2 separate regions of the Mus musculus genome follow, and region 2 is linked to region 1. A link is a contact called in public Micro-C data. All regions are on one chromosome and are shown on one strand. The core of a region is the stretch at or near the end of the contact, and the rest is flanking DNA. Distances in the headings are between cores, read along the strand shown. Region 1 overlaps Ptprm (protein tyrosine phosphatase, receptor type, M). Region 2 overlaps Ptprm (protein tyrosine phosphatase, receptor type, M).

Evidence for each region. A called contact is a pair of places that touch in the nucleus more often than the background predicts.
Region 2: a contact with region 1 is called in a Micro-C map of the HL-1 cell line, with 3 times the contacts expected there. The contact joins two enhancer-like sites. A contact is called at or near these places in 1 of 39 promoter capture datasets (hippocampal neurons), 22 of 484 Hi-C or Micro-C datasets (the HL-1 cell line, adipose-derived mesenchymal stem cells, cardiomyocytes and 13 more) and 6 of 115 datasets of contacts at active chromatin or transcription factors (cardiomyocytes, embryonic basal ganglia, embryonic fibroblasts and 3 more).

What each region holds. Positions count from the first base shown.
Region 1 is chr17:66,749,643-66,755,416 of GRCm38.p6, reverse strand. The region is part of intron 18 of Ptprm (protein tyrosine phosphatase, receptor type, M); the gene reads left to right. Among named protein-coding and RNA genes, the nearest start is that of 1700016K05Rik, 38 kb to the right of the region's middle. Within about 2 kb of position 2,861, at least 21 of the 459 cell types and tissues checked have an H3K27ac peak or open chromatin away from gene starts, as enhancers often do. A contact at or near this core is called in the HL-1 cell line, where this site is marked.
Region 2 is chr17:67,173,195-67,178,968 of GRCm38.p6, reverse strand. The region is part of intron 2 of Ptprm (protein tyrosine phosphatase, receptor type, M); the gene reads left to right. Among named protein-coding and RNA genes, the nearest start is that of Gm52313, 110 kb to the left of the region's middle. Within about 2 kb of position 2,973, at least 17 of the 459 cell types and tissues checked have an H3K27ac peak or open chromatin away from gene starts, as enhancers often do. A contact at or near this core is called in the HL-1 cell line, where this site is marked.

The sequences.
Region 1 (5,774 bases), core at 1,612-4,111:
CCATGCACACAGAAGCTGGGTGATGCTGGAGTCCTGATGGGAAACCTAGTTCCATAAAAACTGACTTGATGCAGATTGATGCTGGCAGCACGCACATCCTTGCTAAGAAGGGGAAAAAAGTCCTTTCTGAGTCTGCCCTCTGCTGGAGCAAGCCTGCTTCCCCAATGCATCAGTATCTGGGCTTGGGCTGCTTGGCTTCATCTCCCCTCCCCTCCATCCCCATTACTTTAACCAGAAACCCAGTTTTGATGGCCCAGGTCAAAGGTCATTTTCCCAGGATTTTTATAGTGGAGCAAAATTCTTCTCTCTCTGCTAATTGAGCACCAACAGGTCTATAAAGCCTATTTGCAGCTGGCATCCTCTCGGAGGCAGTGGGAGAGAAGAGATAGGGAGGAGCTGAAGTGCAGGGCCCTTTAGCATTACATTCAAGTGGACGGACAGCTGATGTGGATCAGAACAGCACATCCAGGAAACTGTGGGATAAAACCAGAAAGTCGAGAAGACCTAGAGTCAGGGGTCCCTGCTGGTTCTGAGCAGTACCGAGTAAGACTGGCTGAGGAGGTAAATGGAGAAGCCACAAACAAGGCAAGGCAGCAATCTACTGACAGCAGGATGGGGTCTTCATGCAAAGCTCCCTGAGGTCAGACCGGGGTCCTCCTCAGAGCCCGTGTGTCTGGGGGAAGCAAGTGGAGGCAGACAGCAGGGGGAGTATGCGAAGCACCCCTCCTGGTAGTGCTCACTGGGACCCTTTCCCAGTCTGTACCTTGCTACAGGTGCAGCAGAGTCCTTGGCCAAAGGTAACTACAGAAGGAGCGACACCTTTCTTTGCAGAAAACAGCTAGGGCATTAAATTAATGTTGCGTCACCTCTCAGAGGCCAGATGTCGCTTCTGGTCGCTGTGATTCCAATTCAATACCTAACTGTGTCATCAATAATTAACTGAGAGAGAGAATTGGTTAGAGATGAAAGCTTGTCAATTGCAGGCTCCTGTTCTGCCGCCATGGGAATACTTGACCATGCGTGAATTAAAGCTGTAAAGCCATTCCCAGTGTCACTCCTTGTAACAGGAAGTGGGAGAGCCTATGTAGCTACTTAGCAGTATTTTTAAATAATGTCATTTGACAAAAAGGTTTAAATACCATGTTTAGAGGACTTAGGGCATAAAGACCTGATTTGATCCTTTTGTATTTTTTTCTTAATTCCTCAATGGCTTTCTGAGGACTTTTTTCTTTCCATTGATACATAATAATTCTATGTATTGATGACAGTACAGTATGGCTATCCAGTTCATATGCACATTATATAAGTGATTAGCCTTTTTCCATCCTTATATGTTTATCAAGGAACTCTGAATCCATCTCTTCAAGTTCCTGACAAGTATATAATAATTGTTGTGAATAATAATCGTCACCATCATGCTATAGAACATGAATATGGACTCCCCCTGTCAACTATAACTTGGCACCTTGTTCAGCATCTTTTCTTCCCCTCCCCCCTTCCTGGATCCACCCATAGACCTGCTTCACCTCCACCCTACTCACTTCAGTGCATGTATACATACATGTGGAAAGCACAGGCCGATGGTAACTATTCCACAGTGAATGGTAGTTGTTATAACCAGGTCTCCGTGTGCCAGTTTCTTATCCCAAAACACCAATTGAGAGAAGGTGAATCCAAGGAAAGAAGCTGAGCAGCCCAAAGTCTGGGTAGGATGTGGGACGGGCAGATAAAGGATGGATCAGACATACAGATGGACAGGGAGCTGGTGGGTGGAAAGGCTGTTTGTTCGTATGGGAGCTATTTGAAGAAGAGATCAGGAATGGCCTTGAGGTTGACAGTTCTATGAGAAGCTAGTGAGTGCAGTTTGGGGACATTTTGAAGCATTTGTCACATCTCCTCTAGTTAAAGTTTTAGGGGAATAATAAGTCTTCATGCAGATTGAATTTGGCAAAGTAGTTGAGTGTGTTAATTTTGTGACAGAGAACTATGGCCTGTGGTTATAATATAAACATCACTTGTTTATACTGTAGACTTTTATTTTTATATTTATATTAATAAATATAATGCTTATTACATATGTTTATATTACATACTTTTATTATAATATAATAATATTGTATATATTGTTTAAATTCCAGGCATGCGTGGAAAATAACTTATTTTTCTCTAATTATAAAAGCAATACGTCCAAGAAAAATGTGTACAGTAGAGTTGGAGAAATGGCCCAGAGTGTCGTTTTCCTAATTGAAATGCTGCTAATATTTAAGTTTACCCGAGGCTTTTCTTTCCCAAGCTGTGGAGTTGACTTTGTGTTTTTTCAGTTTTTTCATTTCAGTTGCTTTTGTTTTCTAATAAATACAGTGTCAGCATTTTTTCAGATTATAAAGACAATATAGACCATACAGATGGCTGTAGTGTATAAAACTCCCATTCACTCTTAGCCTCAAATAAACGCCCTCCTGCCAGTTGCCACACCACGTGTAGTTATGCGCACACATCCCCCACATGCTGTATCCAGGCAAGCCACAGGCCCTTATACAGAGCAGGGCACCTAAAGTCGGGACACCTACTAACAGTGGCACCTTAAGTAATCCCTGGTCCTCTTGTCACACGTAGCACAGTGTATGTGCTGAATGAAGGGACATTTCACTTTACTGTCCAGTGAATAATCATAGGAGAAGAAATCTGTGCTGATTCAACACAAACACACTTTTCTAATATTTTCCATTTGGCTACGTCTGTGCCCATGGAGGGGGCAGATGACGAGGGCAAACTATGCACACATGCATCAGATATGCACTGTGCACACATGCATTGAATGTGCTGACTGCAACCCGTTCTTCTTCACTCTCCCACAATAACCTTTCCAGGTAAACAAGCTGAGGCCATAGCCATCCCTTCTCGTGACTGGATTAACACGCCTGTGTTTATATCACCACCATCAAGTCGCTGTATGTGTCACTAAATGATTAAGGGGGGTAATGGGAAAAAAAAGAAAAGAAAAAGCTGCAGTCAGCATAGATCTGGCAGACAGACAGACAAACTAGTCCAAGTGAAAAATGACCTGGTCTTAGGCTATGCCATTTTCAGCCCTACAACTGCGATGGGTAGCATTCACTCACTTGTGTGTAGCTGATACTTTTGAACACATTATATTAACTCACTGAATCCTCGGGCTGTGAAATGTCAGCAGTAGTATTGTGCCCATTTACCGTACAGGGAAATCAAGGCACTACATCGAGGCACTTTGTCCAAGGTCTCACAACCAGAAGGTGACAGGACTAAGATTCATAGCAGGATTCTGGCTCGGGATCCTGGGATCTTAAGCTCTGTGGTCCACGGCACAGCCTAAGGACAGCTAAGTGACTGAGGAGCTGCCTGGAGATGCTGGGGTAGGAATTGATGAGTGTGACTCAGAACTTGTCCTGCTTCCCTCTAAATTAGGCCCTGTTCCCGTCCGTCCCCAGAGCCCAGCTGCTTGGAGTCATCCGCTCCCAAGCTTTGCCGTTCTGAAGCACACCACATGCTCTTGGAGATCTGAGTTCTTTTACGTAACTTCTACTAGAATGTTGCTTTTATTCCCAGAAAGGAGGTGATTCTTTCTAATAGGAGCGGTTGTTACAGGAAGTAACTTGGTTCCCAGCTGATGGGGCCTGGGGGGGGGGGGGTGGTGGTGGTGATCAGATCAGAGGACTCTAACATGGTGGATAGATCCCTGGATGGAGCGGTTGACATGGCCTTATTGGGGACTGGTGAAAGTAGTTGGTCACTGGAGATGTTGCCTTCAGCGCTACTGCTTGCCATGGGCCTTTCCTGTATTGCTATGTCTGCTCTGCTCCACCACACCCAGAGACAGACCAAGGCCTCAGGAACTTGGGAATGTGCGCCTTTGAGTTTCTCTCTCTGGTGTCTGCTCTCAGCAAGGAAAATCTGACTAATGAAGGAATGAGCATAGCCTTATTCCAGGACTGACGTGCATAGCTGTACTTGCTCTCCCCAACAGTCCTGTGAGAGGAAATATGTCATCCCCCTCCTTACTGAAGTCCTGTAGAGTCAGAAATGCCTGGGTCCACCATTGAGGTCTGCAAGTGAGGGTATCTCGGATTCTGGAGATTGTGATATTTTCATGCAACACAAAATAAGATCATAAAAGAGCTTTGAAATAACCAGGAGGAAAGCCTCATGCTAGGATAGACACCTGGATGGGCATTAATATCAATGTTTGATGACTCAAACTTAGCAAGCTGGGAAAGTCTTTGAAGTGTTGGGCATAGCATTTCCGTGGTTAATAGCTGGTAGCCATAGATCCCATTAGGCTACCCAGATTTTACACATGACCAGGGGAGTTCTCTGAACCTCCTCCTACATTCAACAGTAATACCCAGGCCCTTAGCCTAGAAAGGCCCAGCTAGTGGCCTTCAGAACAGGGACTGTTCAGGAGGACTTGGCATGTCATTAGTTCTTCATTCTGGATGACTCTGGTATTTGTTACATGCCAGGAATGTCTAGTAGGCATTTCCTTATAAACATTTGATATGACTCAGCTTCATAATTACCTCAGACAATAGCTCAGTTTCCCTAAAAGAATAGTTATGGTGGACTCGTCTCAGTATGTTTCTGACTCAGAGTAGGTGGAATCTCAAAAACAAAAACAAACAAAAGCCTGGTGATGCAAACTATTTATTTGTTCCCAACAGTCAGTGTTCATTTTGTGGTTCACTGATGACTAGACTTCAAGTTAGATGCTGGAAGCCACAGGGTCTGTGCTGAGTCGTTCTTAACAACTCAAGCAGTAATGAGCAGAGGCTTTGAACCTAAAAGGGTCACTCATATTGCCTCTTTCCACAGTGGCTCAGTGTGGGTGGCATATACCCTCCTATTTATTACATCGTTGTTTAGGAAGGATGCTTTTTACACAAAGCTACAGAAGGATGTAGGATTGGCCTGCTTCCTTTTCTGTTACTGTAATGAAATAACCACAAGAAAAGCAAGTTGGTGGCAAAAGGCATTTGTTTTAGCCCACAGCTCTGAGTTACAATATGTCTTTGTAGGGAAATCAAGGTAGGGCGAAGTGAAGCAGCTGGCCACGCCCACAGTCCAGGGCAGAGAGACAGTGAGCACACCCATGCCTAATCATGCTCCCCCTGGGATCGTCTTCTCCCATGTCACAGAGTCTGAGCCCCCAGTACACAGAATGGTGGCATCCGCTCTAAGCTGGGTCTTCCCACATCAATTAACATCATCACATGCTCACAGGCCCACACCTAATCTTGACAGTCACTCTGGGGCCCTTTTCCAGGTGACTCTGACTTGTGCCAAGCTGATAATTGGAACGAACCAGCACACCCACAATTATGGGAGAACGTCAGCACACAATGGCCACCTTGCTTTCGACTGGCAAAGTTCCTCCCTGTGTTCTCTGTGGGCTGGCTCCTTCTAGAGGCTAGCTTGTTTGCACTGCTGGTTCACTGTATTATGGTTGATTCCACATCCAAGGAGTCAACCAACCTCAGATTGAAAATTTGGGGTAAAAACCTGTGCTTGTACTTAATCAGTGTGAATTACCTGGCATTATTCCCTAAACAGTAAGGGAGAGCAGTTCCAAGCGTCTACCTGGAGGGTGTTAGGCTATGTGAATTTCACAGTGTACAGCAGAATAAAAGGACAACCACTGTGGGACTCTGGCCACAAGGTTCAATGACGGGAAACTACATAAATAGAATGGCCATATCCTATTGCCCATATCTGAATGATGGATTCAGATTTTCCTTGCT
Region 2 (5,774 bases), core at 1,724-4,223, 420 kb before region 1:
AAGAGCATTTGTGGCTTGCTTTTGATGAGATCGAGAGGTCAACTCCCAGGACCCATGGGGGACAGCTTTACATCTGTGTGTAGCTGTAGCACCAGGGGATCTGATGCCCTCTTCAGGCTGTCCTGGGGACTGCACTCACACGCACATACATATACTCACACAGATACACAGATCAAAAGTAACAAAAGTGATTCTTTAAACATAATGTTAATTTCTTTTAATCTATCTGGACCTTGGTCACCAGAAAAGGTTGAACGATTTGTCTATGGCACAATTTATTATGTCTAATTGGTTGTTAAAAACAGTAGTCAAATAAAGGCTGCTAAAGTATACAAAGTGCCCATGTTAGACAATAGCACTACGCTGATGTGGGCAAACATTCACTACTATTTTGTTTACAGTTTCCCTATTGTTTTGTGGAAAATGATCTTAAACGTGTAGGCTTGTGTGGGTCACAGCCAAACAAAATCTATTCCCATGTTTCCTGAAATTCGTGTGGTGAGGTCAAAGAAGAGTTTATGCAGGTGAATAGCTGTCAAGTGAGTGACAGGCAGTGGGGAGCTGAGAGCCAATGCAGCCCCTGTGGTTGTTAGCAGTGGTGTTGGATCATTGTGGAAAGAGATGAGCTGACAGCACATGTAGCCTTTGCCATCGTTAGTCGACCTGGATAATTGCTTCACTGTCTCCCAGACATGCTGGGGTATTGTGCATCCGTGTTGCCTATTTTATACACGAACACATCTGCCTTGACTGATGAGATGTGAAGAAGCTTGCCGATCAAGGATAAGTTTTACCATGTTTTCCGGCTTCTTGCCGTCTTGGCTGTAGACTGTGGGAACATAGAGGATCTTTTATGCTGAGTGACTCATGCTGGAACCAATCCCTAGCTTCATAGGCTGGTTTTATAATATTTGGACATAAGGTCTTGGGGAGGTTAAGGTTCCTAAAGTCCTGAGGGTGTGGCCCCATGGAGGGGTTTGTAGGGCCCCAGGCAGACATGACCTCTCCTTGTTACTGTGTGATGCTCTCTTCAGTGCTGTGACATAGCACAAAGCCTCCATGGGTACCAGTGGAACAAGATTAAATTCATCTGCCTTCACTGCCATGGGGGATGAGCATTTCTTTATAAAATGCCTGGTCTGTGGTCTCTGTGGTGACACCAGAAAACTGTCCTCCAGATGTCACACTGGGCTAACTGTAGGGTACCTAGGAAGAAAATAAACTATGTATTGCACCTCTGAGGATTTAGGAAACAAATCTCAGACTCTTCAGTGGTAGGATGCCTTTCATATCTGAGATTTTTTTTTAAAGATTTAAAGTGTCAATGTGGGTAATGCCTACTGCTAACTTTCGGATTATGTAAGAAAACTGGGCAGGGAGTGGGGGTGGGGAACACAAGGAGAATGAGCATCCGTCCGTTCCCTTGGGCAGCAGAGCAACACTGTACCTGTGAATGGGTGAGAGGAACGTGGGGACAGGACTGTCAAGTGTTCTGTTATCATGGAAATAGTTTTATTTGAGGTTCCCTGGAAGGATCTCAGGGACTTTGGGGGTCCAGGAAGATGCTCGGAGAAGTCCTGTGAAAGGCTTTCTTAAGAGATGACTACCTCAATTTATAGTTTGCAGAGAAGCCAGCAAGGAAAAGAGGGGAAGAACTTCTAGAAACTGAATAAAGGATACCCCTGGGGATGATAATTCACTCTCTCTTTGAATAAAGATAATATAAATAGTTCATTCGGTTACTGAGTTCTTTATACTAACAAATACATTTCACTAGAGCTTCAAATAAAATAATACACGCCGAATGGCATCTTAGCAGGCAACATAACCGTGTGTGGATGTTATTAATTCTGTGAAGGGTGAGTTTATGAAATCTCATGCTCCAGAACAATTGGAAAATAGGATTAATATTCATACATTTGAAATTGAGTATAGGATTTCTAAGGAATAGAAGGCAGAGTAAAGTGAATTATTCAAACATATATATGAGCAGGGCCATCTAAATTCATTCAGTAGTACCACTTCTGAGGTTTTTAACTGCTAGCTGTCATATATAGTGTCATGATAAAATCAGTTCGACTTCTTCTATTATGAAATGTATAGTGACAAGATGGTATAAAGATGACTAAACACGTTTCAGAGAGACTTGGAAATGGTGCTTGATGGAAATTATATAAAAATCAATAACAGTTCACCTCACGGGTGGGTTTTTCCTCACCCCCATCCATAGGTCACTCATGGGAGGGGACAGATTTATTTCTAGAGGAAAGTTCTGTGTTCTACTTGGATTTGCTGATATGTCAAAGGTATGAACCCTGACTTTTATGGTAATATAGTTAAGGCAGTGATTTGAATAGTTTTCTTTAGCTTGTATGCTATAAGCTTGGAGGGGAAGAAATAGATGATCTCTTAGCTCATTGGTTCTCTCTTTCCTTAAATATTTTCCCTTAACAGTTTCACATGTGTACACAATGAGTGCTGACCCATCCCCCACCTCAGATCTTCCCACAACATCCATTCACCTCCCTCCAGCCCACAGTTTGGTTTCCTGTCCATTTTCACTTTATTTTGGGACCCACTGGGTTTTTTTTTTTTTTTTTTTTTTTTTTTTTTTTAAGTTATACTCTTGTGGTATGCCTATCATGATCAGGCACTGATTTTGTGTCCTCCAAGATGAAGAGCTTTTTTCTCAAGCACAACTTCAGAATGAATTCATTACCTTCACAGAGAGACAGAAGATCTCCATGAAATGGCCCCGTTTGGTTCATACACTGTTGACTTTGGCAAGCAACCAACCAACAACCAGAAACACCACACTGTTGCATTTCAACCTTTGATGACTAAAAGCTGTAGCTGTGCTAGACAGAAATAAGCACATTGGAATCTCCCAGAAAAGGTAGTGCTTTCTTACTCAGTTCCTTCGGATAAGCTTTCAGCCAAGCCACACCTTCTGCTCTTGGTAATTCCTCAAATTCCCCAGCAGGTGGAGACTTGTAATCCTTCAGCCTTTTACTGGGACCAGGGCTCCAGGCCCCAGGTGTCTGGCTTGACTTCTGCTTCAGATGCAGATACTTAAAGTGTGACAATGAATATTCCCTAGGCCTCTGGCCTGTTTGGGCCTGTGGAGAATTCTTATTTATCTTTGCACTGCATATAGTCATCTATCGTTAGTAATCTGTAGTGGATAAGACCAATGTTTTCTTTAAGGACTCATCCCCAGCAGAGCAGGGGGCAGAGATTTCCTAGAGCACTGCCTATGGTGGGGAGCCAGTACCAGGCCAATCCTAACCTCTGTGTGGTTCAGAGTCAATCCCAGTGGTCAGATCTGACCACAGACTTCTGAAGTCATCATAAGTAGAGAGTCTAGTCTTATTTTCCTCTGTGTCCCCAATAACACAAAGGGAAAGGGATTTCTAAAAAGTGTTCCTAGCTACGTAGGATCTTATAATTTAGGTAAATGTGGGTTTTTTTTTTCTCTATCTCTCTTGACTGCTTTATATTTAGTTCAAGTATATTAAAGAAGAGATTCTTAGAATTTTTTTTTTATTTGACAAGCTCAATAATACCTTTCAAAATTAAGAACTGTTACAAAGCCTGTTAGAGCCTTGGTATTTGCTGCATTTGTGGCTATTCTTGTTATTTGTACCAATCTCCCTGGAAAGATGATTGATTTTCAATTCTTAAGCCCAGTGCTTTTCTGTACTAAGGAACTTGCATCCAGAAAACTGAAAGGAAAAGAAAAGAAAAGGAAAGGAAAGAAAAGAAAAGAATCAGAAGCTAATTTGCAGGGAATGGTTGTAAGCTTGAGAACTGGAGAAGAAAGTTGGTTAAGCACACGTGTATATTCGTGCACCAAAACAGATAAGACATAAACATGGAAACCAAAGAACAGGCTGTGATGGGGGTGATGTATGTGTGTAGGTGGTAGATAGGAATAAGGCACTGTGGTAGATATGTGTAAATATGTCACAATAAAACCTATTCTGTATTGTAGCTTAAAAACGAATAAACAAGAAAATGAACTGTGACCAAGGGATTTGCCTTTTAAGGGAACTTGAGTTTGTCTTGTGTGTGCATTATAGTAGAAGGCTTTGTCTGTAATACTTCTCAATTTGCAGAAGTGTCATACTCCTAGCTAAGCCATGATTTCTTTCATTCTTATAGGACACTGTCATTTTCTTTGTATGCTCCTTCATAGGAACACATAAAGTAGCTACCTACAAATGGCTATTGACTTGTTGGATGACTTCTGAGAGTGCAACATGTCTGAGCTGAGTAGGCCTTGTCATCTAGATCCCTAGCTTAACACTTGAGGTTTTCTAATGAATACAGAACTCTTTCGATTTTGTTAAATTTGGAGAGGCAGGGGTCTCTGTGTTAACCCAGGTGCTGTGATAAGCAGATCTCATAGTGTAAGGCTTTACCACTTTGAATCCCTAGTTTCCATCTCTTCTATGGTCCAGGGTGGTTCCAGATGGGAGGGTGAACCTGGTTGAGGTCTGCACACATACATCTAAGCTGCGGCAACCCTGGCATCTTCAACACATTTCCTGAGATTGCCCTCAAGGGGGATATTTACATGGGACATGAAAAGAACCCAAGAGGACCATGTGACCAGATTTCTCTGGGTTGTTCCTGTATTGAGGGAGGAGGACTTCGAGTGTGTGGCTGAGTGAAGACGCCTGTAGAAAATACGTACTATCAGCTTCTGCCATACTTGTCCTGAGAGGACTTATCCACTAGTCCCAGTATATACTATTAGAGGAGAAAATCATTTAAAATTACATACAACGATGATCCTTTTTATTCTTTAAAGAAATACCACCTTAAAACATTCAAACACTTGAGTAAGATACTGTTTAGACACATTGTCCTGTTTTGGTATAAATAGGCATGAGGGATTAATATGTAACTCCAAGGTCTTGGACAGCTAGATCCTTGCCTCAGCTTTATATTATGTCAGACCCTAAGATTTCTATAAAATATTTGCTCAACTTTGATAAGATAATTTCCCAGATAGCGCAAAGATAGATGAGCATATATTGCTACTTAATTCAGTCAAGCAAATATCATTGAATAAATGTCAGCTCTGCTAGAGAAATCACTGCACAGAACCTCTCTGGATAATATATTTATCAAAAAATCAATACCGAAGGTAAACAGATTTTTAATGCATCCGAAGGATCTTCCTTAATAAACCCAAATGCCAACCTATAATTTAAAGCTATTGATACCAGCAAGTATTTATAGATGACACCATCATGACTTTTATATGGCATGCTTAAGAGTAGTCTTCTATCTACATCTAACTTGGTTTTAACCTTGTGCTTGGGGAACAGTGATTCACTGTGCATTGGCTTAGAGGCTCCTCCGCTTGGGACTACCCTGGCCTCTCTTTCCAGAGAGGGTAGCTCTGGAGGGCTCAGAGCCTATAGCTTTTCTGGCTTCTCCCTTTCTGTTAGGTTCTGCTGTGTGCTACTGGTCTTGTTTCTCTGCTGTCTGTCATCTCTCTGCAAACATCTGTGTCCAGCTTCCAGCTTCTTGTGACTCATCTTCTTTGTGGGCCATCGTTTTTGAATTTTGAATCTGCTATTTAAATGATTGGCCTTTATTTTTTAAATTAGTCCATCACAAATGATTTGGAATATACATTCACATATATTCCAATATAAATGTTCGTGTGTGTGTGTGTGTGTGTGTGTGTGTGTGTGTGTGTGTGTGTGTGTTAGTCAGGGTTTCTATTCCTGTGCAAAACATCATGACCAAGAAGAAAG